Regions from separate parts of the Mus musculus genome. Here regions 1, 2, 3, 4 and 5 are each linked to region 6. A link is a contact called in public Hi-C, HiChIP or PLAC-seq and promoter capture Hi-C data. All regions are on one chromosome and are shown on one strand. Each heading gives the region's core, a stretch centred on a gene start, on an enhancer-like site or on the middle of the called end of the contact. The rest is flanking DNA. Distances are from core to core; before and after follow the strand shown.

What was found. Promoter capture Hi-C pulls out the DNA fragments that hold promoters and counts their contacts. A called contact is a pair of places that touch in the nucleus more often than the background predicts. HiChIP or PLAC-seq counts read pairs in DNA pulled down with a chosen protein or histone mark.
Region 1: a promoter capture Hi-C map of liver shows a contact between it and region 6, with 4 times the contacts expected there. The contact joins the promoter of Nt5c3 here to the promoter of Abcg2 in region 6. A contact is called at or near these places in 2 of 39 promoter capture datasets (cranial neural crest and liver), 2 of 484 Hi-C or Micro-C datasets (both in the G1E-ER4 cell line), 3 of 115 datasets of contacts at active chromatin or transcription factors (astrocytes, embryonic stem cells and extraembryonic endoderm stem cells) and 1 of 9 other capture datasets (liver).
Region 2: a Hi-C map of LSK cells shows a contact between it and region 6, with 4 times the contacts expected there. The contact joins the promoter of Herc6 here to the promoter of Abcg2 in region 6. A contact is called at or near these places in 3 of 39 promoter capture datasets (the 3T3-L1 cell line and liver) and 1 of 484 Hi-C or Micro-C datasets (LSK cells).
Region 3: a contact with region 6 is called in an H3K27ac HiChIP or PLAC-seq map of epiblast stem cells, with 9 times the contacts expected there. The contact joins the promoter of Kbtbd2 here to the promoter of Abcg2 in region 6. A contact is called at or near these places in 2 of 484 Hi-C or Micro-C datasets (both in the G1E-ER4 cell line), 4 of 115 datasets of contacts at active chromatin or transcription factors (embryonic stem cells, epiblast stem cells, extraembryonic endoderm stem cells and 1 more) and 1 of 9 other capture datasets (adipose tissue).
Region 4: a contact with region 6 is called in a promoter capture Hi-C map of liver, with 4 times the contacts expected there. The contact joins the promoter of Avl9 here to the promoter of Abcg2 in region 6. A contact is called at or near these places in 3 of 39 promoter capture datasets (embryonic stem cells, hippocampal neurons and liver) and 1 of 484 Hi-C or Micro-C datasets (the G1E-ER4 cell line).
Region 5: a contact with region 6 is called in an H3K4me3 HiChIP or PLAC-seq map of stem cell-derived neural progenitor cells, with 6 times the contacts expected there. The contact joins the promoter of Fkbp9 here to the promoter of Abcg2 in region 6. A contact is called at or near these places in 4 of 39 promoter capture datasets (cranial neural crest, hippocampal neurons, pre-B cells and 1 more), 1 of 484 Hi-C or Micro-C datasets (nephron progenitors) and 8 of 115 datasets of contacts at active chromatin or transcription factors (embryonic stem cells, extraembryonic endoderm stem cells and stem cell-derived neural progenitor cells).

Annotation. Positions count from the first base shown.
Region 1 is chr6:56,921,256-56,926,010 of GRCm38.p6, forward strand. It overlaps Nt5c3 (5'-nucleotidase, cytosolic III), which reads right to left and starts at 2,677. Exons shown (of 9, transcript NM_026004.3): 1 at 2,417-2,677. The coding sequence starts at 2,554. It also overlaps a transcript of Vmn1r4 not described here.
Region 2 is chr6:57,579,362-57,583,885 of GRCm38.p6, forward strand. Herc6 (hect domain and RLD 6) reads left to right here and starts at 1,631. Exons shown (of 23, transcript NM_025992.2): 1 at 1,631-1,871; 2 at 3,812-3,971. The coding sequence starts at 1,676.
Region 3 is chr6:56,795,387-56,799,855 of GRCm38.p6, forward strand. It overlaps Kbtbd2 (kelch repeat and BTB (POZ) domain containing 2), which reads right to left and starts at 2,427. Exons shown (of 4, transcript NM_001362210.1): 1 at 2,073-2,427. It overlaps Gm10209 (oleosin-B6), which reads left to right. Exons shown (of 2, transcript XM_030255710.1): 2 at 1,861-3,040. The coding sequence ends at 2,658.
Region 4 is chr6:56,713,114-56,717,960 of GRCm38.p6, forward strand. Avl9 (AVL9 cell migration associated) reads left to right here and starts at 1,792. Exons shown (of 16, transcript NM_030235.1): 1 at 1,792-2,101. The coding sequence starts at 2,009.
Region 5 is chr6:56,830,142-56,835,183 of GRCm38.p6, forward strand. Fkbp9 (FK506 binding protein 9) reads left to right here and starts at 1,918. Exons shown (of 10, transcript NM_012056.2): 1 at 1,918-2,286. The coding sequence starts at 2,066.
Region 6 is chr6:58,638,091-58,643,189 of GRCm38.p6, forward strand. Abcg2 (ATP binding cassette subfamily G member 2 (Junior blood group)) reads left to right here and starts at 2,456. Exons shown (of 16, transcript NM_001381927.1): 1 at 2,456-2,537.

The DNA.
Region 1 (4,755 bases), core at 1,427-3,926, 1.7 Mb before region 6:
GTAGATGCGATAAAGAGAAATCTGGAGCTGATTGTGGTGGCACATGGCTGCCATCCTAACACAGGAAGGATGGCGAATTCAAGGCATGGACACAGGATTCAGAAAGATGTAGCTATTCCTGGATACTTTGTGGGCTCTTCTCTTTTTCACCCTTCTCCATCCTTTTTCTTCTACCCTTACTCCCTAACATCAGATAAGAGAGAAAAAAAGGATAGAGAGGAAAGGAAAGAGATCCCAGAATGAAGTCAGGGGCCAGAAGGGGGACAAGTTATCCTTAGACTGCATCCTGTTGATTAGGGGTGTTGAGTTCCTAGGGGCAAGTTTGATCTTCACCATCAGGATATCTAATTTCTTCTTCTCGCCAAATATTTAACAAACAGCGACCCACAGCAACCAACAGCCAATCAACAACAACCTAACAACAACCCACCCTGCCTCTCTGGGCCTTCACATTTATATACCCTCTGAAAAGTCCCCAGAATTCCAGAAGTCACTCCATCACAGAAACAATCTGCAGCTGAAAAAAGCGCACCCCTACTAGAGCCTGCGGCAAACCACAGTCAGCTGCCGTGGACACTCTGAACCAGACCCATAGCTCACACTTGGGTTTACAATGAAAACATATTTTTATAGTATTTCTATGTTTTTTAAAGAAGCCAGAACTCCAGATTTCTCACTACAGAAAGACCTTGCCTTAAAAGGGGATGGGCTAGGAGGGCACTGACGAAGCAGGTATGGTTGTCTAGCAGGTGTAAAGCCCTGGGGTCTATACCAGTATAGACCATGTGTGTAAGTACGGGTAGACGTTAAAACAGATTCAGGGAGTACACACCAGGATAATTAAATTGTAAAGTGCCAGCCAACTTCACTAAATGGCTTGTCTTATCTCTCTGAATACTTCTAGTGTACCTTTTGATTGGTTTTCTCTGGGAATCTAGTTTGCCACATTACTGGACATTTCCACTATGGCATGCATAGCTCACTAGCAAATCCCTAATGCCTTTCAATTAAAAATGTCCTGATGGCCAGGGTAACTCAGGAATGTAATCTTGCACTGAGATGGCTGAGGCAAGAGAAACACCATCACCCAGAACGCAACTGGTGTCATTTTTTCCTAGCCTACCTTGGTTAGGTAGTTATATACCATCTGTGATCAGAACAGCAATGTTCAGTGGGTATCCTTGGGTTTGTACACATTCTATGAAGGAAGAGGGTGGAGACAGGTACAGAGGACTCCCCAAACATGACTTATAAAGAGAGAGAACAAGGGCCGGAATATATATTTCAGGTCATCCAAATATTTCTCCCATCTAAAGGAACAATCAGCTAAAACTATAAAAGTAAAAATATTAAACTCTTTTACATCTTCTACTGAAAAACTATTAGGGGGTCTGACGCATAGTTTAAAACAATGCATATAAAGACTGACTTGTACAGTACAAACAAAAAATATTTGGCATTATTGGTCCCTTAGTACTTTATACAATGAAAGTAAAACTCTTCCTTAAGATTTCGTGGAAAAATCAGCCCACTGTTTAAGTACATAGAGAAAGACAGCGAAATCAGCTTTTTCCCACTGATGGAAAATTATAAAATTTGAGTATGGAACAAAATAAAGCCATGTAAATTCGCTAGACAGGGAGGGAGGCAAAACTTCTCACACAAAATGTTTGCAACCAGAGGTATATAAAGAAAATAACCCAGGAATAAAGGAATTCACTTAAAATATTAGTTTCAATAGAAATAGTTTCTCAACTTTATATTTTAGTTCTGGATGCTCACTTGTACTCCAGTAAGTAAGTCACACTCACCATGCATGCTCAAGTCAGATGGAACAACAGTAACATCAAAACAACCCTAAATGAAACAGACATTCTGGGATCAACAAATCGCCTTAAAACAAACCTCAAATGGAATTCTTGAGACAAACAATTTAAACGAGACTGCAATTAACTCTTAAAAGTACATTTCTAGGATTTAGGAAAGAGTTTTGGGGGACTGACACATGAATACTTCTTGGAACATAAAACAAGGAAGAACATTCAAATAATCGAGCTGTTTCAATATTGGCATTTCTAAAAAAACACTGAAAATGCTCTTTTCATAACGTAAGCCAAGGCAGCCCCGATGATGTAAAACAAACAAACAAACCAACCAACCAACCAACCAACCAACCGACTCCTGGACAAGAGACTATCGGATTAGCTGCACGTCTTGGAGGCGGTTGCCAACTGGAGATTAGCTCTGGAGAAACGGGTTTTGCAGCAAGAGGTAGTTATCTCCGAGCATCTATTCTCTCCACTCTTTGAAACAAACGCTGTCAAGCATCAGCACGCGTGCAGGCTGCCCTCGCAGGGCCGCGGCCGGCCCACGCCACTTGGGCTGCTCGCGCGCGAGCCGATGCTCCCGCACTCACCATTTCGATGATCTTGGTCTTGCGGCCCGTTTTTCTCTTCAAGGTGAATATGTACTGGGCCAGCACCACGCCTGCTACCACCGCGCACACACTGGCGCTCGCCACCGCGCCCACTCGCGCCACGGCCGCGCGGTCCATTGACAGGCCCGCGTGCTCTCGGCGCGGAAGCCCGGGATCCGCGGGTACGAGCCCAGGGGCGCGGCCGCAAGCCGCACACTTCCCCGGAGCCCCGCCCCGCGCGGGGGAAACCGAGGAGGCCCCGCCCAGAAGAGGTGAGGGGCGGGGACGACGGGGCGGAGACTAAGAGGTCCGCGTCCGGAATCCCGCCCTTATAGTGGGGGCGGGACTTCCTCTGACCCTGACTTCAGGAAACGCCGCAAGGACCCGGAAGGAAACAACTGTAATTAGCTACTAAATGCAAGTAGTGCATCTGTAACCCAGAATCCTGGTGACCCGGATGCTATGCTGTGCCTATAGTCCACAGTAAGATCGCACCAGAAACATCGAGAAAACAAAGTCTTGCCCCAGTGTGAGAAAATTCACCCGCCACCCACTCAGAAACTGTGCCTCGTCCTAGCCTTCATGGACTACGACACCCAGCAGGCTCAGCGGCGCTGCGTCTGACCTGCGCAGTAGCATCCTGGGTTGGAAGGCCTAGATATAGTCGTTTTTGGGAGATCTGTCAGCTGTTGGGCTTTTCAGTCACAGTCTACCTACAACTTTAGCTTACTTTCCTTAGGAGCGTGTGCAGAGAAACTTAACGTTGTTCTCTCTTGCTTAGTATATTTCAAGGGATTCATGTAGTTTACTCTGCTTCTCGCTGAGTGGGTGGGGTGTGATGAGGTGCAAGAGAGAATCTCAGGAGAGTCGCCCCCGATTCTGTGAGGTTTGGGCTGCTGCTTGGCGAGACTGTCTCTCTCTGCCTGATATATGCAACCGAAGGAAGTTAAGAATGAAAAGCCGTGGGAGAGAAAGAATTATTTTTCTGTTTTAGGTTTTTATTAGCTGGTCTAAAGCAAATTGACATAGACATTATCTTGAGTAGAACAATTCATTGTGCAAACAGAAGTTCCACAGAAATATGAGACTCAAGCTGGTCATGATGGAGCATGCTTCTGATTCCTGCATGTAGGATCCTCAGGCAGGAGGATTGCTCGGAGTACAGTGGCTGATTAACCAGGGCCATGGGTCAAAGCCTTAACGAAATGGCCAAAAATTGAGGCTGAAATATACCACCTAAATTACTGAAAGGAATATGTATTATATTTGACATTCTTGAGCAAGTTGGAGTCTGCAGGAGGGGAAATGTATGGTGACTAAAGGTTGCCTTGTGCAGATGAAAATCTTTCCAGGGGATAAAGGTGTGAGCTCAGCGATAGGGTGCCTATTACCAACCCTCAAGTTCAACAATTCTGTTTGGAGAAGCTCTTGACCTGATACATTTACTAATGACAATCTCAACAATCTCTGTCTCTGTCTCTCTCTGTTTCTGTCTCTCTCTCTCTGTTTAAATGTGTATTTCTTCTACACTAGAGATGTTTAAAATTATAAGGAATTTGTATTAATTTTCTGTGGCTGTGATAAAACACCATGACCAAGACCCCTTATAGAAGAAAGAAAGAATTTACAAGAATCCATAATGGTGGGGTCAGCATGGCAGCAGGTGGCAGCAGGCTGCTGGCATGGTAACAGAGGTACATCTTTCATCTCAACTATAAGCACAAAGTACAGAGAGCAAACGAAGTGGGACAGTCTTCAAACCCTTAAAGCAAAGCTCCAGAGACATGCTTCCTCGAAGAAGGCTGCACCTCTAAAGCTCCTGAAACAGCACCACCAACTGGAGATCATATGCTCAAATGTATGAGCCTAGGGGGGGCATTCTCACACAAACGACTATCGAATTTAAGGGAAATTCTTCAAAGAGCTTTCCCTGCTTTGAATAGTTCTCAGCATCTTTCAGATCAAAATAATTGTTGTACCAAAGTAGCCTGTTTCCCTATGGCATAGTCTGATCTCCTTTAATCATACTTTGAGGTGATATGGCTTGATTGTCATCATAATTAAAGCTAAGGATTGTTTTTCTCTGTGTCATATGTTCTCTGTCCTATCCCTGGGGCCCTTGCAAAGCACTCTAAAAATGTACCTATATATCTATATCTATAGCTTTCCTATGGGGTTGCCCTCCTCTTCAGCTTCTTCTAGCCTTTCTCTAATTCAACCACAGGAGTTTCAGACTTCAGTGCAATGTTTGGGTGTAAGTATCTGCATCTGTCTTGGTCAGCTGCTGGTTGGGCTTCTCAGAGGACAGCTATGCACACCATAGCATCAGTTATAGTGTC
Region 2 (4,524 bases), core at 381-2,880, 1.1 Mb before region 6:
GAGAGGAGGAACAGCTAGTATTGAAACTCATTTGAAGAATATGGAAACCTGATGTAGTGGAAACTTCCTAAAATAATGAAGGTGGTCCTATTGAAGTCTCTAAATAATGAGGGAGATGGAACCCCAACTGGCCATGTCTGTCCCAGTGGAAAATTTCAGTCTGGGATTAAGTTTTATCCAGTTGAGTTATTGGTTGAAAGGGTCGCTATGAAATCCTCAAATACTTCAGGCTGTTGCCAAGAAAATAGGTGTCTCTCAACAAACCAACAGCAAGTTTTCATTGCTGAAGTCAATACTCACACAATGCACTGAATGTGGAGTCCCATGTTCTAATGTCTATGACAGGCAAAGGGACTCTGCAGGTTGCTAAAAGAGAAAAGTAAACCAATCCAACCATAAAACCCTTGATCTACAATTTGTCCTGCTTGGAAAATATGCTAGGGCAATGGTGGCACAAACCACGTGGAGTAACCAACTGATTTCAGATTTGACTTAAGGCCTACACCATGAGATGGAAGGAACCCATACCTGACACTGCTCAGGTGACCAAGAACCAGAACCTAGGACAAAACCAAATACTACTGGTCTAAGAAAAACAAAAGGGTAACAATAAAATGACTCAATAATAGTCTGCTAGGCTCATATGGCAGTGCCTTATTCAGCCATCATTAGAGAGGCTTCAACCTGCAGCAGATGGGAATAAACACAGTGACCCACAACCCTTTCAGTGCTGTGTTTGTTTTCAAAGGTGGGGAGGGAGGGAGGGAGAAAGGGAGGGAGGGAGGGAGGGAGGGAGGGAGGGAGAGAGAGAGAGAGAGAGAGAGAGAGAGAGAGAGAGAGAGAGAGAGAGAGAGAGAGAGAGAGAGAGAGCCAGAGAGAGCCAGAGTCACCTTGGAACACACAGCTCTAAAGATGTCTCCCTTAAATTCCTTCAGAGCTCAGCAAACCTGCAAAAGAGTGTTCACTTTTTTTCTGTTGGCTTGTGTAGCTTTGATGTGAAGGTTTTCATTTCTTTACATATCTGGCCCCTGCCCTTACTCTGCAGTTGGATTCAGTTGGACAGCAGCTTCTCCATTGCAGCTCAGTTAGGGTTCATTATTAATTACATCCTTACAGGCTTCCCAGCTTTGGCTTTCTAGGCCTCTTTGAAATTCTCAAAAAAGTTCTGTAACCCCCTGAACATACTCCATAATCTATTTATTATACATATAGGTTTACCATGTGGTGCTTAATGTGTGATCTGAAAATTAATAATCAAGACTGGAATAAAAGAACCCCAGCTAGAATTGCCAAGGAAAGCAGATTCCCTGGGAACTGGTTGCCACTGAAATTGCTACAACTTGTGGATATTGTCACTTAATAAATATTTCACAGACCTAGAAATTTGTCCAGAGCATCAGGACTCACAAGTGGCTTACTCATGATGGAGATACTTTCTTCTTCCCTGTCTTCTCAGATACTCAGTACTGAAAATTCAAGCAGCCAGGTTTCAAAATGACCCTAGAAATGCCTGTGAGAAAGATGTTAGTGGTGTGGGACAAGCAGGCACTTACTGGAAAGAACTATGACGTAAGGGACTGGGCAGTGCCCTTGGGAGGAGTTAGGGAAGCTAGGTCACTTGCTTTTGGGAGCCCATCTGACATACCAGAGCCGCGGGTGGCTGTGCACCGCAGGGATGTATTTCAGCTGGGCTGCAGGAAGCCGGAAGCCTCGGCGCCTGAAGGCGGGAACCAGCGGCATTGAACTCTTGCAGGCAGCCAGCGGGGAACACCACTCGCTCCTACTGTTCAGCAACCACAGGGTGTATTCCTGCGGGGACAACAGCTGGGGACAGCTGGGCCAGAGGAGAGACCAGAGTACCGAAAGGCCAGGTGACTTCCAAGCTCCTGAGCAGGTGCTCAGGACAGTATGTGGGGGCCTCGGGTCCAGGGGACCAGGGGACCAGGGGACCAGGGATACCGGGTGGCTGGACCAGGGATATCAGAAGCTGGAACCCTGTTTTAAGCAGCTTGCATCAACTGGTCAACTCCTAGAGCTCTGGAGTTTGTATTTGTTTCGGTTTCCAATTCCTCTTCATTGAGAAACTGAAAGCAAAAAAGCAAGCTTTCCTCTGGATAGAAAGAAAGTCCCTCCTCCTTACCAAGCTAAGCCTGAGAGAACTTTCTGGAGGGGGTGGGGTGGGGGGAATCTGATTTCCAAACCGAAAAGCTTAGCAATAACTTGGGGCATCTTCTCTCCTAAGGTTTTGTTTTTGTTTTTTGTTTTTTTAAAAAAGTATAATAGCATTTTTCGGCATTAAAGCTGATGTAGGAAAGTACTAAAGAAGCCACCTGTAGGGTCTTGAGAGATGGCTCGGTGGTTAAGAGTTCAGCTCCTGACACTTATGCGGCAGTTTACAACTACCTATAATTACAGTTCCAGAGGATCCTATGCCTCTATGGGTACCAGCACACACATATATGCACACAGTGATGCGCAAGCGCAAGCGCGCGCGCGCACACACACACACACACACACACACACACACACACACACGTAAAAATAATAAAATATTTAAAATTTAAAAAGTCACCTATAATTACACCAAAAGCAACTCTAAGACCATTGCAGCTCCTCGTTTTATCTTCTGCTTATGTATTTAATTTTTATAGGAATTTTGTCATTATGAGTTATTGTAATTGTATCTAAACAAGAAGTTGTGGTTTTACCAAAACATTAATCCACTAGGGGATTTTATATATGATATTGATTCACTTCTAAGTAACTTCAAACTAACTAAAGTTCTAGTTTGTTTTTCTGGTTTTAATTATCTATTTTTGCCACTTTATATGCTAAGCAAGCACTCTACCACTGGACTATTTTACATTCCCATTGACTATATTTGATTATGTGTGTAGAATAATTTGAAGAACTGTGTAGAACACGAAAACTATTCCTCTGTCCCTTTGGATTCAGTTTCTGGAAGCTACAAATTTAACTTGAAAAAAATGAATAGGCAAAAAACAGCATGGGATTTTATTAGTCTTTTACCTAGAGAGTAATTTTTGTGTATATAGGAATTCACAGAAAGTAAAAGAGGTGCTTAGATCCAGGAACTTGTGTACTTAACAAAAGAAAAGAGGTTGGATAATAAATTGTGGGGAACCATCTAAGAAATAATGATAAAGCCCTTGCCAGACACGAATGGGCACCTTTCAGTTTCGTTTCCGTGGGCTGTGAATCTTATTTTGAGCTAGGTTTCAGTTTGCTCAGATAGGAACTCAAGGTGCTCCGACTTTGCCTGCCAAGTTGTGTCCAGGTAGTCCATAAAAACTGCTGTCTTTCCACACATGTATAAACATATTGGGTTTACTTCTTCATGATGTTTAGTAAGAACTTTAGAATTGATTTAACCAACACTGAGGGACACAAAGAATCTGGGTAACTCCCCTCCTCCCTTTTCAGAGGCAATTCCTGTCTTAAACTCCAGACATTTATAATCTTATGGAAGGTTTTTCATTTTCTTTTCTCTTTCTTTTTCTTTTTCCTTTCTTTTTTTCTTTCTTTCTTTCTTTCTTTCTTTCTTTCTTTCTTTCTTTCTTTCTTTCTTTTTCTCTCTCTCCCTTTCTTTCTTTCTTTTTCTCTCTCTCCCTTTCTTTCTTTCTTTCTTTCTTTCTTTCTTTCTTTCTTTCTTTCTTTCTTTCTTTCTTTCTTTCTTCTTTCCTTCCTTCCTTCCCTCCTCTCTCTCTCTCTCTCTCTCTCTCTCTCTCTCTCTCTCTCTCTCTCTCTCTCTCTCTCTCTCTCTCTTTAAAATTTGTTTCTGTTCCCAAAGAACCAATTCAGGCACTGAATGATCTGCATGTTGACCTGGTGAGCTGTGGGAAGGAACACTCTGTGGCTGTCTGCCACAAAGGAAAGGTCTTCGCTTGGGGAGCCGGTTCTGAAGGGCAGCTGGGGATTGGAGAATTTAAGGAAATAAGCTTTATGCCTACGTAAGTATTTCAATTCACTACTTTCCAGTATTTTTAAGTGCTAAGTACTCAAATGCCATGGCACAGAGATTACTAGTGTAAGGGTTAAAATGTGCTGAGAAAAGTGTTCAGGAAATCATGTGTAGAATCAGTTCATTAAATAGAGGGCCATGAAGGAGAGAGTAAGGATGAAATGATATGCGATTCTTAAGTCCTGATATTACTTATTGTAATACAAGTATGGGAGCCCCCTTGAACTTCTACAGTAAATAAATAAATAAATAAATAAATAAATAAATAAATAAATAAATAAAGTATTTTAAACTACAAACTATCAAGATACCAAGGACTAAGAAAGAAATCTTACTTGATTATCTTGTATCTGACTAAAGAAGAGCCTCTCACATTATTTCCCAAATGCTCAAGCTCCTATATGGGAGAATATCCATTACCATTGTGATGGAAAAGGTTAATGGAACATGCTGTCCTCTTCCACTGATGCTCTAAAATGCATAGACCTTTGCTGAGACAGGAGAATCAGAAGTTCAAGGTCATCCTTACCTACATCCTTACC
Region 3 (4,469 bases), core at 1,177-3,676, 1.8 Mb before region 6:
CCTACCGAGCAAGATCTTGTCACTTAAAAAACAAACCAAGGGCTGGCTGGGACTATAGCTCAGTAATAAAAGTAGGGGGCTTGCTTAGCATCCCCAGTGCTACAAAAATAAGTAAACCACAGAGGTAAAGTTCTTGGAAGCCCCTGCTTGCAATGAAAGGCACAAGTCACTACTGTCATTTATATGAGTGGCGTAAATAAAGATGGTCCCAGTACATTGTTTCCAATCTCCCATGACAATCTCTCCTTCCCATAAAATGATCTAAGAACTCAAATCCTGCCAAAGCATCAAGAATACCCTTCATACACCTAAGTGCTTGAACCAGCCTGCCAATCAACGCTCCAAGTTACATAAGTATCTGTTTTATTCAAACTCTGCAATACAGGGCAAGACCTATGTATAACAAGACACATTTCAGGACAGCAAAACCCACCATTTTCTCAGCCCCAACTGTCTTAGGAATGCTGCAGGGAAGGGGTGGGTGGGTGGTTGTCAACTATTTTCTAAATAGCATGCAAATCTATGGAAAACCAGGTATCTTTTGGCTTTCAAGACTGCAGTCAATAGGGCACGGCATGCTAGTAGTAGTTTGCAAACCCCAGGCTGAAGCAGGACTTTAAGGCAAGCCTGCGTTACACTATTAACACAGTCTACCTCAAGAGACAAATCAGGTTTCTAGGAACTTAAACATCTAAATCACTCAAGGCATAGAAACTTAAGAAATGCTAACTATTTCTGCTATCTAATAAAGAAAACTCTACTGTGGCCTCACTAATAACTACTACGACTCCTATTATTTCTGTCACCTCCTTACAGTATTTGTAAAGTTAGCATATTTTACAGCACTGTACTTATGGAAATAAAATAGAGAATAATTACAGTACTTATCTGAAGAGAGGAAATAAGTGTGGAAACACACGGATTACATACAAAGAATGCTCAACGGAAAAGCCGTAGTTGCCAAGAATTATATACCCTCTCTTAAGATTTCTGGCCCTGATCTAAAGGAACCTAGAAAAGCGTTAAACCAACAAAAGAGCAAAGCAGAAAGGCATAACCTTATCAGACAGACGAAACGAACAGCAACGTTTCACATCACAGAGGCTGGGAAAAACAACTGACTTGGCTTTTCAAATGGATCTTAGATTACAAATAAAAGCTTCATCCACAGTCTGACTAGACGAAGTCATTCTCACCTGCAAAAGATCTGGTCTATATTACTCAAATCTGGGGAAGAATTCACAACTCCAAAGAAATGAAGAAACTAAAATAAACTGTATTAACTCACAGGAAGAAAATATAATTTCAGTCAGAGCACACCGCTGATAGGGCCGTTCCTCAGTGTCTGCTCAGTGAGCCAGACTTACAGATTCATGTATAAACAACACGTGACCAGCACTGTCTTTTTTTTCCCCCCTCGTTTTCACAAAGCTGATATAGCTGTTCACAAAGCAAAGTCTTTCAAGTTTACTATCTTAATTCCTTGCTTAACTTAAAGAGAGGCCACCAAAGAAATTCTAGAGATCTACAGCCCGGAGAATACGCATCCCTTTTCCTTTAGGTAGCTATAAAAAAAAGGAATCTTAAGAGCTACTAGGCCAGGCGCTTGGCGGGGCGGGAAGTGGGGGAGAGCACACGACAGCAGCGCCCAGTCGGCCGACTTAGCGTCCAGTTCCAACCCATGATTTCCGTCTAAAGCAAACAGGTTTCAAAGTGCAGCTTCCCCTTCCCACAGCAGAGCACAAGCAGGCCGAGGACAACAGGACCCCGGCTAACCTGGCTAACTCTTGGTTACTGCCGATGTGCCAAGAAAAAGAATTATAATAATACTTTTTTTTTTTTTAAAAAAAAAAAAAAAAGGGCAAGGACGCGGTCGCCCTTCTCCGGCGGCCGCGACACGAGCCGGGCAAAACAGCTCTCCCTCAGAAAGGACGCCGCCCCGAGCCCCGCAGCTCGCGCAAGGCCGCGCCGGAAACACCGCGCGCTCGGCGGAAGCGCCCCAGTTTGAAAGCCGCCGCCGCCGCCCCGGGCCACAAAGGCCGCCCGCCAGCCTCGCGCCCGGCCGGGCTCACCTCGTCCCCGGTCGCCCAGCTCACCGCGCCGCTCCGCCGGGCTGCACTCACGCGGCCGCACGCACGGCGGGGGCGTGGCGCTGCGGGGATCCGGGCCGCTCGCTTCCGCCCCCGCTTCCGCTTCCTCGCGCCTCCTGGGCTGGGCCGTCACGGCCTGCCGCCCGCGCCAGTGCCCGCGCCCGCTCCAGCAGCGGCTCTGCGGGCTCCCGGGTGCCCGCGGCTGGACCCCGCCTTCATCTGGCTCACCGCGCCCTTTTCCTCTGCCCCACCGGAAAGCCAAAACAATCGGAGCCGCGCAGGCGCGGGAAGGAAACGGAAAGCAGGAAGGGCGGAGGCGGCGCGAGGTGACGCTGGCGTCTGGGTCCGGGCTTCCCGGGCTGCTAAGGCGCGTGCGCGTAGCAGAGCGGGGTCGCGCCGGCCACCCATCCTCAGGGATGGCCTAGAAAAATCAGTTCCCAAAGTTCTATTCAGCGGCACTTGGACTTCTGTGCAGCCGCAGTTGTTCGTGTTTGAGGTGTCCACCCGAGATACAGACATTTGCAGGCTGGGCCAGAGTGGGGGCCAGCACTGCACCCCGGGAAGCTGAAGTTAGGGGAGGAGGACATTGGACCGTTTGCTATATGGGCTGCTTTCCTTAGTTCCAGCCTCCATCGCTTTCAGAAGTTCCGCTTGCTAAGGCCTTGGAAGTATTGGCACCATCGAGATAACCCGCAGTTTGGAAGCGAATGGGTGCAGAGGACGGTCTCCACAAATGATGCCTCCAGCCAGTTTTTACTGCAATGCAGCAGACACCCTCCATGCCCCAGATTTCAAAGCAAAGCCTTGAAGTAGCAAGTGCCTGTGGTCTGCGAGACTTGTTGGCAAGCAAAAATGTTATAGATTTGCCTAAAGATACATGTAACGAAAACGAAACAAAAAACGTTCAGAATTGCCTACTTCCTAACTTCAACTGTTAGAACAAGTCCAGTTTTGAAAATAAGAATGGCCACATATAAAGCATTAGGCAAAGAGACAGACACCTCTAATCCCAGATGGCAGGAGGCTAGAGAAAGGATATCAGGAATTCCCGGCTGTCCTTCGCTAAATAGTGAGTTCAAATTTTAACAGGAGCACATGAACGACACCAGACTATTTAAAAGTGCTGGTTTGGTAGAGGGGGTTAACAGGCCCTCAGAATGCATTACAGAGCATTACAATGCAATGCATCTATCTTGCTTCCCTGTAAGGATACAAAGAAAATCTTGTCTGCTCTCAAATACAATGTATCTATCCACTCCATTTTGCTGTCTTGTAATAATACAAAGAAAATATAGTTAACCGTGCTGGTATACAATGTATCTATCCACTCTAATTTTGCTTCCCTGAAATAATACAAAGAAAATCTAGTTGACCGACGTCGTTGTGAACACCTAGCACATAGCACAAGGAACTTCTTTGTAGTTAATGGGACTGCTCTTCATCTTGACTGCGTGAATATGGAATTCCTAGGTCACGACCCAATAACGATAAAGTTTACAAAGTTTAATCTGGGCATAGTGGCATAGGCCTGTAATCTCAGTATGCCAGAGTTAGGTAGGCAGATTTCTATAAATTCAAGGACAGCCTGGTCTAAATAGCAAGTTACTTGTTATAAGCCAGCCAGTAAGTGAGTCCCTGCCAAAAAAAAAAAAAAAAAAACCAAAACAAAAGAAAAAAAAAGAAAAAAGAAAGTAGCGTTTATATAAAAGATGATGTAGTCCAAATAAGGTTTTTAGTCTATTTAATTGCTTTTGCTAATACCAGCTTCATAGTTTTGATAATATACTATAGTTATCTAAGATGGGAAGTCACTAGAGGGGTTTTCAAAGAACATTCTACTTTTGTTACTTTTTATGCTATGTGTGTGTGTGTGTGTGTGTGTGTGTGTGTGTGTGTGTGTGAGTATGTGTGTGTGCGTGTATGTGAGTGTGTGTGTCTATGTGATTCTTGAGAGGTCAGTGTTCATGCCACCACACTTGTGTGGCAGTCAGAGGACCACTTTGCAGATTTCCTTCCACCCTTGTGTGGCTTCCAGAGATGGCACTCAAGGTTGCCAGGCTTGGAGAGCAGGCTTCTTTGCCTGCTGAGCCATCATGGGCTCATATTTTTTATACTTTTTATGAATCTGTAATAAAAAAAATCTCCAAAATGTGGGGCTAGAGACATGATTCTAAAGTTAAGACCACTAAATTCCAGAGGACCTGGGTTCAATTCACAGCATCCACATTGTTGGGGGCCACAAAAGTCCTTATATTTCAAATAAGCACCAGGGAAACCAGGAATGTTAAACATACAGGGTATTTCCACAATGGAGGAAGTAAAATACTTGCATCCTATCCAAAAACCTGAGAGTGGGTGTTGTTAACATGTGGTAACCTT
Region 4 (4,847 bases), core at 542-3,041, 1.9 Mb before region 6:
TTCATAGCCACCATGCCTTAAGATCTGGATCAAAAGTGTATGTCATCCCATGTCAAGATCCAGGTCAGAAGCCTATGTCTTCCAGCCTCAAAAACTCGATCACAGATGTGCCTATCATTTCTGGATTGTAGTTCATTCCAGATGTAGCCAGGAATAGCCATCACACTCTCCAATGTGAAAAGTTTGTCTTTTCTTACAGTTTTAATAACCATATGCCTTCTTTATCTCCTCTCCCCGTCTCAGGTCCTTCATTAGTTTATCCAGATGTACTCAGTTTAAACACTGCCTATTCTGTACTGGTTGATCTTTTCCAGCCACATCCTAAATCAGCATGAGTTAGGACCTCAGCTAAAATGGAAAAGCCAACAACCACCATTACCACCACCACCTGGCCATCCTGAACAGGTGTGCTTGTTCCTGCGGTTTTTTTGGACTATGACCCTTATCATCATCATCATCATCATCATCATCATCATCATCATCATCATCATTTATTGTCCTTGTTGTTGTCGTCATTTTTCGAGACAGGGATTCTGTGTAGCCCTGGCTGTCCTGGAACTTGCTCTGTAGGCTAGGCTGGCCTCAAACTCAGACATCTGCCTGCCTCTGGAGTACTTAGGTTAAAGGTGTGTACTTCCAAGCCTCGACTAATTTTAAAGTTATAAAGCTTTACGGGGTCATTTTACTTTGTGAACACATTTCTCTCTCTCTCTCGATTTATTTTATTTATATGAGTCCTCTGTAGCTGTCTTCAGACACACCAGAAGAGAGCATCAGATCCCATTACAGATGATCCATTACATACCATGTGGTTGGCTGGTGGGAATTTAACTCAGGACCTCTGGAAGAGCAGTCGGTATTCTTAACCGCTGAGCCATCTCTCCAGCCCTGTGAGCACATTTCTAACACTATGTAACCCACAGTTGGCTTGAAATTTGCAAACCTCTTACTTCAGCCCCTCAAGTTGTGGCATTACACACTTGCATAAAAGAAACTGTACGTATAAAAATTAAATGAAAAAAAAATCTAGCCGGGCGTGGTGGCGCACGCCTTTAATCCCAGCACTCGGGAGGCAGAGGCAGGCGGATTTCTGAGTTCGAGGCTAGCCTGGTCTACAGAGTGAGTTCCAGGACAGCCAGGGCTACAAGAGAAACCCTGTCTCAAAAAACCAAAAAAAAAAAAAAAAAAAAAAAAAAATTCTAGAGTGAAAGTAAAAAAAATTTTGAGTAAGCAAGAAACTTAACTTCAACGTTGAATACATGAGATACCAAACCTCATGAATATGTCTTCTTGCTAAACATTTAAAAATCAAGACTGAGAGATCCCACGGAAGATTTAAAGAGTGAAGAGGAAATACGTTTATAAATAAGTAAAACTGGTAAAAAGGAGGAGTAACGATATTTCATGAAGGAAAAATAGATTTTAGAAGGAAGTGATTTGACAAAGATCGTAGGGAGAAAGGAGCAGGTTTAAGAGTCAGCCAAATCAACCCCCTGTGCACACCACTTCACCACTGCACAGGGTCTGTGTCTGTCTGCCCTACCTTGCCCTGCCCCGCCCCGTCCAGCTCCGCCCCGCCCCACCGGTCGTGTAGGCCGCGCCTTCAGCTGGGGGTCCTCTTCCTTCAGGCCAGCTCTCGAGCAGGCCCCGCCTCTCCTGTTATACAGCCCCTCCCCTCTCCGCCTCCTTTTCCTTTAGACCCGCCCCCTGATCAGGCTCCGCCCATGCCGCCTCAGACCCAGCCGGGACAGGGGCCTCAGGGTACCGCCCCGCGCTGCCGGAGGCGGCTGTAGCGTCAGGTGACAGCCCGGAAGCTGCGGAAGCGGATGAAGCAGAGAGGTGGAGGCCCGGTGGGGCTCCGCGGAGGTGAGGGAGCTGGTCGGCGGCCCCGGAGCTCGTGGCGCAGCGCGTATGCGGCGCTCAGGCTGACATCCGAAGGCTGCCGCTCTGGGTCGTGCGGCCGGGCCTCGGCGTTTGGAGTCGCGGCGGGGGCCTCCGGCGAGCGTCCATGGAGAAGTCTGGGCGTGAGAGTGACGGCGCCCCCTGCGGGCCTGTCCTGCACATCGTGGTGGTCGGCTTTCACCACAAGAAGGGCTGCCAGGTGAGGACCGGCCCGCGCCTTCTCGGCGCCCCGCGGCCTTCCTCGCGGTGTGCCTCCGGGGACTGCGCGACGAGCCGCGGGGGTTCGGGTTTAGCGGAAGAATGACGGGCGAGCCTTGTGTTCCCTGTCAGTCTCCACCAACCTGCTGGGTGTCTACCCATAAAGGAGCTCTTGAGGAAAACTCGGTGTTTGGACGCCGGCACGTTACGAGCTGTGGGTTTCCACACGAATGCTCAAGTAGACTGACGCACTTGTAAGCTCCGCTCGGCTTCCTTTGTTTATCTCTTGCGAGCCTTGGAATCTGTAGTTTGGGGTTAGCGACCGGCCCCGCCCCCTTCTCTTTGTGCCATTTCAGATTTGATCCGGCCCAGAGCTATTCTTTTGGTTAGGTTAGCCCTCCAAATCGCTTGCAGTAAGTAAAAATGTAATTTGTCAAACAGATAGTGCAAATGGAGCCAGCTTCTTAAATGACTCTTCACCCTACCGTCTGAACCGAGCGTTTGCTTTGTGTTGAAGGCAAAGGAGCAAAATAGAATAGGTTTGTTTAGCCTAAACAAACACTGGAAGCCAATGATGTCATAATGTGCTAGTGAATATATATATTGAATACTTAAGGTGTTGAAAAAAACGGATTGCTTCTAGCAGAAAACGAAGCACTTGGTTTCTTTTCTTTCACAGAGAATGTAACATTAGATTTATTTACAGAAGTTCAGTTAGTTAGAAGATAACAAAAGTAGTGAAGGGAGTGGAGAAGTGATAGCTGCGAGTGTGTGTGTCAGTGTACAGGTGTGTGTCGACTGTTACCTTCAATCTAGGTGTGGTGGCACATGGCATACATCCAGCAAATGGGAGGCTTGGGGCAAGAGAATTATCTTAAATTAGACAGGGTACTTAGACCCTGCCTCAAAAAAATAGACTATTATTTTAAGATGTTATATTCGCTTATCCTCAGAAAGATATGGAATAACACTAAAGAGAGAGTAACACTATTGTGTATGATATTAAGAAGTTTTTTTAGTACTTCCTGATTACAGCCTTTGAACTAACTAGTTGCTTTATAAGCTAGGAGTAAAGTAACAAAATGACAAAAATCATACTAAAAAAAAAAAAAGATTGCTGAGATTATACTGTTATGAAAAACAGCCCCGGAGTCAGTCAGAAGTTGTAACTTTGCATCCTGTGCCATGGGTGTTCTTGTGTGTGGTAGTATAGTCATCGTGGAAGCTTGATTCAGAACTACACTGAATGGAGGGAGCTCTGGGAAGGAAACTGGAAAACATCAGAGTTGATAGGAGATAGGGTAGTCTTCGGATTCTTGCTGTCATTTGAAAGTCAAGATTATTATGTTTCTGCCTCTCTTACTGGTTTTATTAATAGTATAGCTTTCAATAAGGGAAACAGTATATAGTGTTGCATAAAGATTAGAGAACAGAGACTGTTTAAAAACAAAGATACAAGAGCAGCCTGCATGCTATCTCATTTTTTTGCCTTTGCCTTTTGGTTTCAGCATGCAGGTACAAGTGTCTGCTTTTGTAAACTAAGTTCTGTGCCAGAAGCAGGAGGCCTGTATTAGGTTACTCTTAAGACCAGCAAATCCAAAGCTTCCTAATTTGCCCTTCTTAATTTCTTTTGTCAGATAATGTATAATTACAGTGAAGCAAACAAGTCCTAGTTGAGTTTTTCCCCAATTGATGCCTAAAGTAGCTTGATTAATCATTGATCTTTTTAAAATTATACCTACTTAGGGTATTGAAGTAACAAAGCACTAAGAACCTAATCCTAGGCTGGGGAATGTAGGTAGCTCAGTGGTAGAGTGCTTGCCTAATAAGTACAGAAGGTAGATCTTTGAGTTCAAGGCCAGCCTGGTCCACAGACTGAGTTCTAGGACAATAAGGGGTATACAATAGAGAGATCCTATCTTTTTTTTTTTTTTTTTTTTTTTTTGGTTTTGGTTTCTCGAGACAGGGTTTCTCTGTATTGCCCTGGCTGTCCTGGAACTCACTTTGTAGACCAGGCTGACCTCGAACTCAGAAATCCGCCTGCCCCTGCCTCCCGAGTGCTGGGACTAAAGGCGTGCGCCACCACGCCCAGCAGAAAGATCCTATCTTAAAACAAAGATTTATCTGCTGTCATGCTCTGCTCATTTTTTTTGGTCATGCATGAATACTTAGTTACATATTTTTACACCTCTTCCAATCCCTCTTGTGTCCCTCCCTCTCCTCAAATTTTTCATTTCATCTTTGTTACACACATGCAAGCATGTGTGCATACACACATATACATTTAACCTACTGAGTATTTAGTGTTGCTAATATTTAATGTTGCTGGTGTGTATGTGTTTAGGGTTGACTACTTGGAATAGATAACCTATCAGAGACTTGTCCCTGGAGAAGGCTGAGTCTCTATATCTCAGCTCAATGAGTTGCCTAGAGCTCTTCATCTAGGTTTGGGGCCCTTGTGAGATTTCCCCTATCTGCTTTGCCATAGCTACTGACTTCATTGTGTAGGTCTTGTTTAGAAAACCATATTGCTGAGAGTTCATGTGTACAGCTTTCCTGTTATATCTAGAAAATATTATCTCACAGATAATATCTTGTCCTCTGACTCCTAGAATCTTTCCACCCCCACTTCTACCATGTTCTCTGAGCATTAGGTGTAGGAATTGTGTTATAGATGTATCATCTACTTGGGTTGGGTACCTCATGGTCAGTTGTCCTCTGCATTTTGAACAGTTGTAGATTTCTTT
Region 5 (5,042 bases), core at 668-3,167, 1.8 Mb before region 6:
TTATCCTATCGAGAAATGTCTATTTGCTTACTCACATATTTATGCATTTACTGATTTTTAGTGTGAGCTGGGATTTGGATCCAGGGCCTTGCACACATGTAAGGCAGATTGATGTTGTCACGGACTGAACTACTTTACGGGCCCCTTGGCTATTCTTTAATTGGAATATTTAGTGTTGATTTTGGGGGAGGTGACGATTCTTATATCTTAAAAGTGAATCCTTCATGGGTTGCACAGGATACAAGTGCATCCTCCCTTCTGGAGGCTGGGACCTCTGTTGTTTCTGTTGCTTGTTTAAATGCCAACTCTAGATTTAATATAACCCTATGTGTCTTTTCCTTTTCTTTGCCATGCTTTTGGAGTCTTATCAAAATCATCATTTAGACCAATGTCCTGAAGTGTTTCTTTTGAAAAAAATAATCTTTATTTATATTTCCTTTAGGTGTATGCATGTTTTGCCTGCCACTGTATCTGTGTACCGGATCTGCAATGCCCACAGAAGACAGAAAAAGACCTCAGCTCCCCTGGAACTGGAGTTACAGACAGCTGTGAGCTACCACATGGCTACTGGGTATTAAGTCCAGGTCCTCCTTCCTACTTGAGACTCTGAGAAGGCTTTGCTCTGCGTAGGATAGAGGAAAAAAAGAAACCCGTGCTAACGTAACTTATCAAGAATTTGTAAGACAAAAGTTCAATCCACAGCTCACACACATATACTCAACCATCTGGTTTTTCCACAAGGCAGCAAGAACGGCCACTGGATAAAGGACCTTGTCTTCTATGAATGGTGCTGGGGAACTGAATATGCATAGGCTAGATAAACTAGAACCACATCTCTTGTATACAAAGGTCAACTCAAAATGGACGAAGACTTAAATTCAGCCTTGAAACTATTGGGGAAAAGCTGGAAGGGAGCCCTGGAAAGGTGGCCCGGCAGTTAGGAGCTGAGAGTAAAGAAAGGTTTTGATTGATTCTCAGGTTGCTTGATTCTAAAAGTAGATTGCGGTATTGATTTTCAAGGTCCAGGGAAGCAACGTGGAGCGCCTTTTTGTTCTCTTCTTTTCCTTTGATGATTTAACTTGAAGTGACGTTAGCACGGATTTCTTTTTTCCTCTCTCTCTTGTTCTGTAACTTAGGACACTCCAAGGTTTTTTGTTTTTGTTTTTTTCCAAGTAGGAAAACTGATCACTAACCTTTTTTTGAGGGCCACCTATAGCTTCTTATTAGATCGTTGGATTCTAATCATAGGCTCTATACTAATTTTTAAAGTATCTTGTTTTCTCTTCACTTTGCAGATGTCTCTGATACTTTGTTAACCAGCTCACTCAGGTAGCTGTTGTGTTCCATTTGCTCAAGTTTTATTTAGCATCTTTGCTAAAAAAAAAAAAAAAAAAAAAAAGAACTTGTTTGGTGCCAACTGCTTATTTTTCTCGTTTGTGGGTGTCTTTAGTAGATTTTGGTATCTGGATTATTTGGTAGCTTCCCAAAACAAATTGAGAAAGCTCTGTTGATTTACTTTTAATACTCCAAAGCTTTAATAAATCGAGGATTCATTTAACTAGGGGTCGCTTGTGGGATCTGGAGCGCTGGCCAAGCTGTCACGTGTTAGGAACTTAATTCACTGACCACATTAGTTCACAGCAACTCAAAAACATTCTGAGGGAAGTTCCAGCCTGTTTATTGTGTATGTACACCCCCAGTAACTAAGTTTTTAAAAAAGACTCTTAAGTTTCCTTCCTTTCCCAGAGCAGCAAGGGGAAACTGGATCCGCTGCCACGTAGGAGTCTCCATATCGTCTCTTGGGATCCGCAGTGCTCAGGCGCGGGGCCTGGCAGTCAGAGCGATCCTCTCCCGGCTTCTGGAGGCGGGGAAGGCAGAGGAATTCCCAGGCCGGTGGACGCCCCTCGGGCTGGGCGCGGCTCCTCCCCTCGGCCCGGCACGGGGCGGACGCGGGCGGCGGGGGGCGGGCGCTGCGGCCCGGGGCTAGCCGGGAGACCTTTCCACGTTTGCATCGCCGCGGCGCGCCCAGCCTTGCCCCTCGCCTCCCCGGAGTCCAGGCCGCGCGATGGCATTAGGGGCCCGGGGCTGGCGGCGCCGGTCGCTGCTCCTGCTGCTGCTCTGGGTGACCGGGCAGGCAGCCCCGGTGTTGGGCCTGGCTGTGAGCTCGGAACTTCAGATCCAGCAGAGCTTCGTGCCTGATGAGTGTCCGCGCACGGTGCACAGTGGCGACTTCGTGCGCTACCACTACGTGGGGACTTTCCTCGACGGCCAGAAGTTCGACTCCAGGTACCCCGTGCCCCCACACTCCCCAAGGACCTCCACCAGCCCGCCCCCACCCCCTCCGCCGCCCTCCCCATGCGTTTGGAGGTGTGCTGAGCCTTCAGCCATAGTTGGGACCTTAAGATTGCGGACAGGACAATTCCTCTTTTCCTCTCTGCCCCGCACAGCGGAACACGTTTTTCAGACATGTAAAATGGCCACTCAGCGAGACCTCCAAGAGTGGGTGATGCTCGCCCGCCTTCTTGGTGGTCCGTCTTGACTGGTCTCTGGGTTTCATCCCTGGATTGTCTAGACAACCCAACCTTAGCATTGACTAGTGGGAGGAGGAGGTAGGTGTCCCATAATTGCAGTCACTGTACTGAACTGTTGAGGTGTTAGGCAACGGTATATATATATATATGCACGAGCTCATTTAAATCTTTGGGGAGTTACAAGAAGAAACTTTTTTTTTTTTTTTTTTTTTTTTTTTTTTTTTTTACCAATTAAGTAACCAAGACCAGTGAGACCTGTGCAAATATTGGATTCAGGCTGTGGGAATTCAAATGCTGTGCCTGTGTGCAACTCCTGTGCCCTCCCCTTCTGGCTTTACAAAAACTGTGGGAGAGATGGCCTGGGCTTGCTCATGTAACTTAAGTTTTCAGCTCATTTCAGCCTTGCCCCTTTCTTCAGGCTGCTGTTTCTAACCCTGGGCTGTGTCCTTGTGGTGAAGCACTCCATTAGACAGGGAACTGTTGTGCCTGAATGGGCTTATTATGTACAATATAAGCAGCCACACATGAGTATGTAAAAACATTTAAGGTTGTCAGTACTATGTGGCACAAAGCAAAGGCTTAGATATGGTTAGTCCTCCTTAGTGGTAATTATTTTGGGGGGTGCACAGGGAGATTGAACCCAGGACTGTACATTCTAGGCAAGCTCTGTATTTTTGAGCTATATCCTCAGTCCTAGTCATACCATTGTTTCAGTTGTAGTTTTTATACCAACCCACCTTAATTGAGGTATTCCCCTGCTATGTAGTTCTCCTAGAATGTATAGGGCTCATGAGATGGCTCTGTGGTTAAGGCACTCGCTGACAAGCTTGATCATCTAGTCAGTCCCTGGTACTCTCATCGCCAAAGGAGAAAAATGACTCCCACAAATTGTACTCTAATCTCCACATGAATGTCATGGCACACTCTCCATAAAAAATATGCAAAAAACCTCTGAAAATATAGATTATAAGGTTGATTTTTAAAAATATTTCATTTCTTTTGGCTATATACCCAGGACTGGAACTGTTGAATCAAATGGGACTTAAGTCTAAGTTTTTGAGGCCCAGAATCTCAAAAGTAACTCCCAGTTGTCTTGTGTAATTCACCTTTCACTCCCTCCCTCAGTGTCCCTAGTTCTTCATGTTCTTTTTAAAAATTATATTTTCTGGATGTGGTGATACACACCTTTAGTCCCAGCATTTGAGAGGCAGAGGCAGGCAGGTCTCTGTGAGTTCGAGGCCAGCCTGGTCTACATAATGTGTTTCAGGATTGCCAGAGCTGCATAGTAAGCCTCTGAGCCCTCATCAAGGCTTTGATCTTTATATCCGTAATGAGGTTGAACATCTGTTCGTGCGCTCATTAGTTATTTGGTTTGTTACTTTCATATAAAGTGCTTTTTTGCTTGAACTGATGGTAACTAATAATTTCCACAGGGACAAGTTCTCCTCTCTAGGGGTGGCTACTAGGACAGTGGGAAGAGCACCTTGGTACAACCATAGCATTTATACACTGTCTACCCTTAAGAGTTCTAGTGTTACACGATTCTGAGACTGTCATTTAGCACAGGCAAGTAACTACAAAATGTCGAGACAGGCACAAGAAGAACAGCAGAGCTGGCTCTCTCTCACAAGAGGCCATACCTAGTTTTACCCTGTACCTTAACAGGGTAAAATTATTTTCATCTCAGAAGAATTCATCTACCCTCAGAAGACAGCGATGAAGATACCTCATTGTAGATCAAGAAAGTAAAGCTGAGAATATCCAAATGACTTGTCCAATCTGTGTTCTGTAGGCTGCCATAAAAATGGTGGAAGAAAAGCAAGAAGCAATGGACTCACACAGAAGGCTTAACTATATGCTAGTGTGTGTGCAAGAGGTGGGCCGTCAGCATGGAGTTCCTAGATTGCAAGGATAAGACCTAAGGAAGAGCAAAATGTCCTAGGGAGGAGATGAAGAGGGGAGTGTGGTGCGGGAGGTGGTAAGGCTGATAGCAGGGTGTGGAGGGGGTGCAATGTGTCGCCAGTGCCTGGCCTGGTTGGTGTGGTCTCAGTGAGAGTGGAGCAGACAAGTGGGAAAAGTAGGAGGAAGCTGGAGGGAAAGGTTTAAAGACATTAAATAAATGTTAAGACTTTTAATTGACATAGAATTGTGCATATTTATAGGAAACAATGTAACAGCCTGGAGCCAGCCAGCTTTGGTGAGATCTTGCTTTCTGGCTGTTGAGGTTTGGACCTTGTCTAAGGACAGTAGAAAGACCACGAAGACTTTGAATCCTGGGGCTCAGGGATCAGATTTCCCTTTCAGAAATGGCTGCCAAGGGGAGCCGGAATGCGAAGGGCAAGACACAGAGGAGCTCTTTGACTGCGTCCCTCTCAGGTCTCTCTTCCTTTGGAATTTGTGGAATGTTAGGATCTGAGGGTGAAAGTCTCTCTCTTTTTTTATTTTAAAAAAGATTTTTTAAAAAAATTATTTTTTAATTACGTATCTGTGTGTGGATATGGGCCCACGCGT
Region 6 (5,099 bases), core at 1,206-3,705:
GTGTCAAGGACAGGCACCTGGAGAATTATCAGCAGGAGTATTGGGTATTGGTTTCTGGAGACACAGAGGTAGGGAGAATGTCTTGAGCTAGGGGAGGGGGGCGGGGAAGCCCTGGACTGCTGCAGGAACACGCAGCAGGCAGCACAGAAACCAGCGGTCTGAATATTGTGTTGCTGTGGGAAGTGGGGGGGAGGGGTAGGGGAGGATGGGAACCTCTGGGGAGGAAGGCAGAAGCAAACTGTACAACACTGAAGTCTCTAGTATCAGTAATTTGGGGGTTACAACAGGGGCCATTTGCTGCTTTGAATTAAGAATCTGTGGTGCTGGTCATCTGGGTGGGGCTGAAGAAATAGCTACAGTTAACAAGATACCAGAAACACTGAGTCGAACCTTTGCTTTACCAAGACAATTGATGTCCGTTAGTTGGGTTTGAGAAATTAGCTGAAATTGAGACCAGCCCCGTTGAGGTGAGACCTACTGGGAAGTGTTTCAGCACACTGGAATACAGAAGCTATGCTCCAGAGATAGTCAGTTTTCCCCCAGTGCTGGTAGCAGATCCTGGTAGTCACCAGGTGGTATGGTTTCAAGGCATGAAGGGCTCAAGGAAGGAGGCTGTGGCTTGGCACTTGTTGCTTGGCTGGAGTCCTAGAATAGAGCCCAGGAGAAGCCAGGGGTGAAAGTACAGTCCAGTTGTAGCAGAAGCCCCCAATGTTTTGGAAACACCAGTACCATGGAATGACTGTGAAGGACAGCAGCAGCCCTATAGTGTACAGCCTACAAGACAAGCTATGTGTAGGATGGCAGCCCTTTGGACAAGCACAGAGGACTTTCTGTGACATGCATCTCACATGAGTCTCAGAAGCCTGGCACTGAGATTTACACCATTGGACTTTGATTTTGCTCTGATCTGACTGTGACTGTGCCTGATATTTTCTTCTTGGAATAAGAAAGGGTTGAACTTGTTTTGATTTTATAGGAGCACACACACTTGAAGAAACTTTAGATTAAAAAAAAAAAACAACAACGAAAAAAAAAACCAAGAGAATGAATGAACTTTTAAATTGCTTGATTTGTAAAGACTACTTGACTTTTATGTTTTATATTGTCATGTTTATTAAGATCTTGGGAATGTTAAAAAAAGAAAAGTTATTGTTAAATAGTGTTGTGTTGATGTGTCTGGCTCACAAAGGGTCAAGTGCCTGGACTATCTTGTTATTAAACTTGCCACAAGCTAGAGTCATCTGAGAAGAGGGGCTTTCAATTGGAAAAAAGGTGTCCTTAATATCTGGCTATAGGCAAGCCCTTAAGGCATTTTCTTCATTAGTGATGAATGGGGTGGGCCCAGCCCATTGCAGGTGGGAGACTTTCCTGGGCTGGTGGTCCTAGGTTCTATAAAACAAACTAATAAACTTTGCAAGCCATGATACAGCCAGTAAGCAGCACTCCACCATGGCCTCTGCGTCAGATCCTGCCTCCAGATTCTTGCCCTGTTTGAGCTCTTGCCTTCACTGCTTTCAATGATTGACCATGGTGTCAATCATTGAATCTTTTATTAACAAGACCAAGACATGAAAAAGGGACCTTTATCCCAGTGACAAAAAAATGTAGCCAGTCATTGTAGCTGTTGATTTCCTAAGGAGAGAAACTCATGATCAGTACTTTTTTCTTGTAACATGACCCGAGTAGAAGTTGATCATGCATTTATTTTTCTCGATTAAAAATTTAAAATAATTGAAGGGGGAGGTGGAGAGATGTGATGATTGACCATGGTGTGTAAGTGTAAGCAGAACAAACCCTTTTCTCCCCAAGTTGCTTTTGGTCATGGTGTTTCATCAAAGCAATAGAAACCCTAAGACTGTAGCCATAGCTGTGTTTCTCGGGATTACCTGGATTTAGGAGGTTTTACCCTCATGAGATGAATTTGGTGTCTTCCAGTGTCTTTTTTCCCTATGGCATTCTGTACAGCCACCTAAGTGAAGTCCCCAACTTCTAGCATAGGACCCTTCCATTTTGGGCAGCTGCCTGGTAAAGTTCCCAAACAAGTAGGGAATCAGATCATTTTAGGAGCAGCTCTCTTCCTCTCATCAAAAGGCCATCCACCCCATCTCCGTAAATCCCGGGAGAGTCCACACAAAGCCCAGCCTGCCACAGTTATAATAGTAATTTGCCTAAATTGCATCTTGGGTATCTTGTGGGTCCTCCAGGTTCACAGGGTGAAGGTACTCTGAGTATATTTTCTTTCCGAGGCTTCTTATCGCAGGTCAGCGCCTTGCCTCCGCCATGACCCGGGGCTCTCTGCTCTCCGCTCTCCGCCCTCCGTCCAGGAGCCTGTGCAGCACAGGAAGCCCCCCGCCCACATGTGTCCAGCTGCTCCTGGGACCGGCTTCTCCTGCCGGCGAGCTGCGGGGCGGCGCGAGCTGACGTCACGGCGGTCGGGCGCCTGTGCGGGGCGGGCAGACGCTCCTGGCGGGCGAGCGTGTGCAGGTCTGAGTGTGTGCGAGTTCTGGCGCGGCTGCTGCTCCGCCAGGGACCGCGAGGTGAGCGGAGTGCGGGGAAGCTCCGGGAGTGTGCTAGGCGCCGCGGGGGCGAGTGGCGGCCCTGTGGGGCTCGGCGTGGGGGCGAGGGGGACCGCGTGGTGTGGGTTGTGAAAGTGAGGAGGAAACAAGGACTGACAGTTCAGTCATTTCTCCAGAAGCTTGTGCGGTGCGGTGATAGCAGGAGGATAAAGTCCAAACCTGTTTGCTCCAACTGTTTGGAAAGGATAAGACTTCTTGAATGGATAGATTAAACTGCCTGAACGACAGTCAGCCCCACAGTGGAGAAGTTTTCAAGGGGACTGAAGAGCACCTACCCCAACCCCGGGCCTAAAGTTTCTCAATTTTAGGTGTATTGTTACTTTCTGGGTTCCCTTTCTAACCTTTCTGTGGAGAGTTGAATCTTATTTTTATCGTTATGTTTTGCCTTTGACCTTACATTTTGTTCTTTGTCAGTTGCACGCGTGGATGAAATGCATTCTGATTACTCTTTTCCGTTTTTCTACTTTCATTTATTTATTTATCTATTCGTTTATTTATTAATTTTCGACTGAAGGAGTCTTTCTATGACTCCCAGACTGCCTAAGACCTCGAGCTCAAACAATTCTGATGTCTCAGCCATTCCAGCACTGGGACTATTCCAGGGCACTGTCATACCAAGCTATTGAGTTTTAATAATTAACTTTAAAATTTGACCTGCTTATTACAGTAGTTACCAAAATAATACTGAAAAGGTTTCTGTGGAGAGTCGAGTCTTAACTTTTATCGTTACTTTTTTCCTTTGCCTTACAGCCGTTTCCCATTCGCTGGGAAGTCCCTGAGGGAGTTTGAGCTCATAATTCATTTACTTATAAAGAAAACTGAAGTGTTTAGGGATTCATTCAAAGGTGGTAGTATAACAGTTATTTAAAATAGATATGAGTGGATAGGGGTTGACCAAGATTATTTCTCCTGCCCCAGTGATGATTAATCTCAGTGGTATGTGCATTTTCTCAGGAAGGGTGAATGCAGTCTTGGTGAGATCAGAGACACTGTGGAAGCTGGGTTGATGTCTGATTTGTATTGAGCCTGGGGGAAATGGCTAGAAATTAAAGTAACATGTCCTAAATCCTTCAAGTTATCCTGCAGGATAAAGAGTACGTTTTGTGACTTCCCTCTGATGGCATTCCAGGTAGTCATCCTTCAAAGAAAGAGTGAGACTCCCAGAGGGCCTATGACCCTAACTGTCTTTATTCAGGAAACTGGCCTGGCTCATAGCTCATCATGATTATAATGGAGAAAAGAAGGCATAGGAAGTAAGGGACAACTGTTGTTTTAAAAGAAGAAGTAAACATTTCACTTTACATGAATCATTCCATCAGTTTGACTTAAACTCTTCATAGCCCTGGAATAATTACAGGGAGTGGACTTTAGTGTGCAAGGGTGTATTATAGCCACTCTCATGCTCACACTCCAGCTACCAGGTAGACAGTCTAAGAAGAAAAGGACTATGAACTTGTATCAGTGATCACAGGGTGTATCTGTCTCTTCTTTTGTTTTTGTCTTCCTCTTTCTCCTCCAATTCTTTCCCTTCATCCTCTCCCTTCTCTCCCCTCTGCCTCAGGTGTCCTTTCTCAGGCCATCCACTCTGTCTCCCTGTTTTCCCAGAGACTCTCACACTATTGTCTGGAGCTCACCAGGTAGGCTTCCTGACTTATCAGTTAGTCTCAGGGACTCGCCTGCCACCCATTGCTGCTTCACTAGCCAGCCAGATACTAGCTCAGGCCTTAATGTTTGCAAGGACTCTACTGACTGAGCTATCTCCTTGGTCCATGAATGCATATTTAATATCTATGTATCCTGCAGGTCCTGAGAGTAGCTCACTATAAAGGCATGCAGGAAGGAGATAAGAACATACTCGCTGGTAGGAAAATGCAGATTGAACTTGGGTTTATAAACTATACTACTCCTTTTCTACCATTTAATAAGACATTTCACATCCATGTGACAATTTCTTCTTGAGACCAGGGAATAAGGAATTTGTTAACACGATCCATTATTTTATTGAAGGAGCCCTGAATGGTTTCCTGTATGGTTCATTTGAAGTTCTAGGAAAGTAGTACTTTGGGCTGTGAACATTTAGTATTGACACTAGAAATATAAGTGATTTAATTGTTCAAGCTTTTGTACTATGTGAGTATTAAACAAGTGGAAGTCATGACCTGGAAAATATTTAAAGTGCTGGGGACCCAATTCTAGGTCAGTAGCTCATATGCTCTCTTGCCAGGTCAAGTTCACAGTGAGGTGCAAAGAAGACAACATATCGTTTGGAAACTGTAAAATATTGTATTTATCCACAAATAACAGTGTATAAAATACTATGTTAAATATAATTTAAAATTATAGTCAATATGAAGCTATAGATTTTTATAGTTAAAATCTTTCATACATCCTACTTATAATAGGTAGGATGCAGCATATCTTAGTTCATACTGTCCACATTTCAAGGCATATAGAACTGGTGGGTCCTGCTCTAGATAACTTAGCTCTAGGGGCAGTTAACTAGTACACAGATAGATAGAAGGC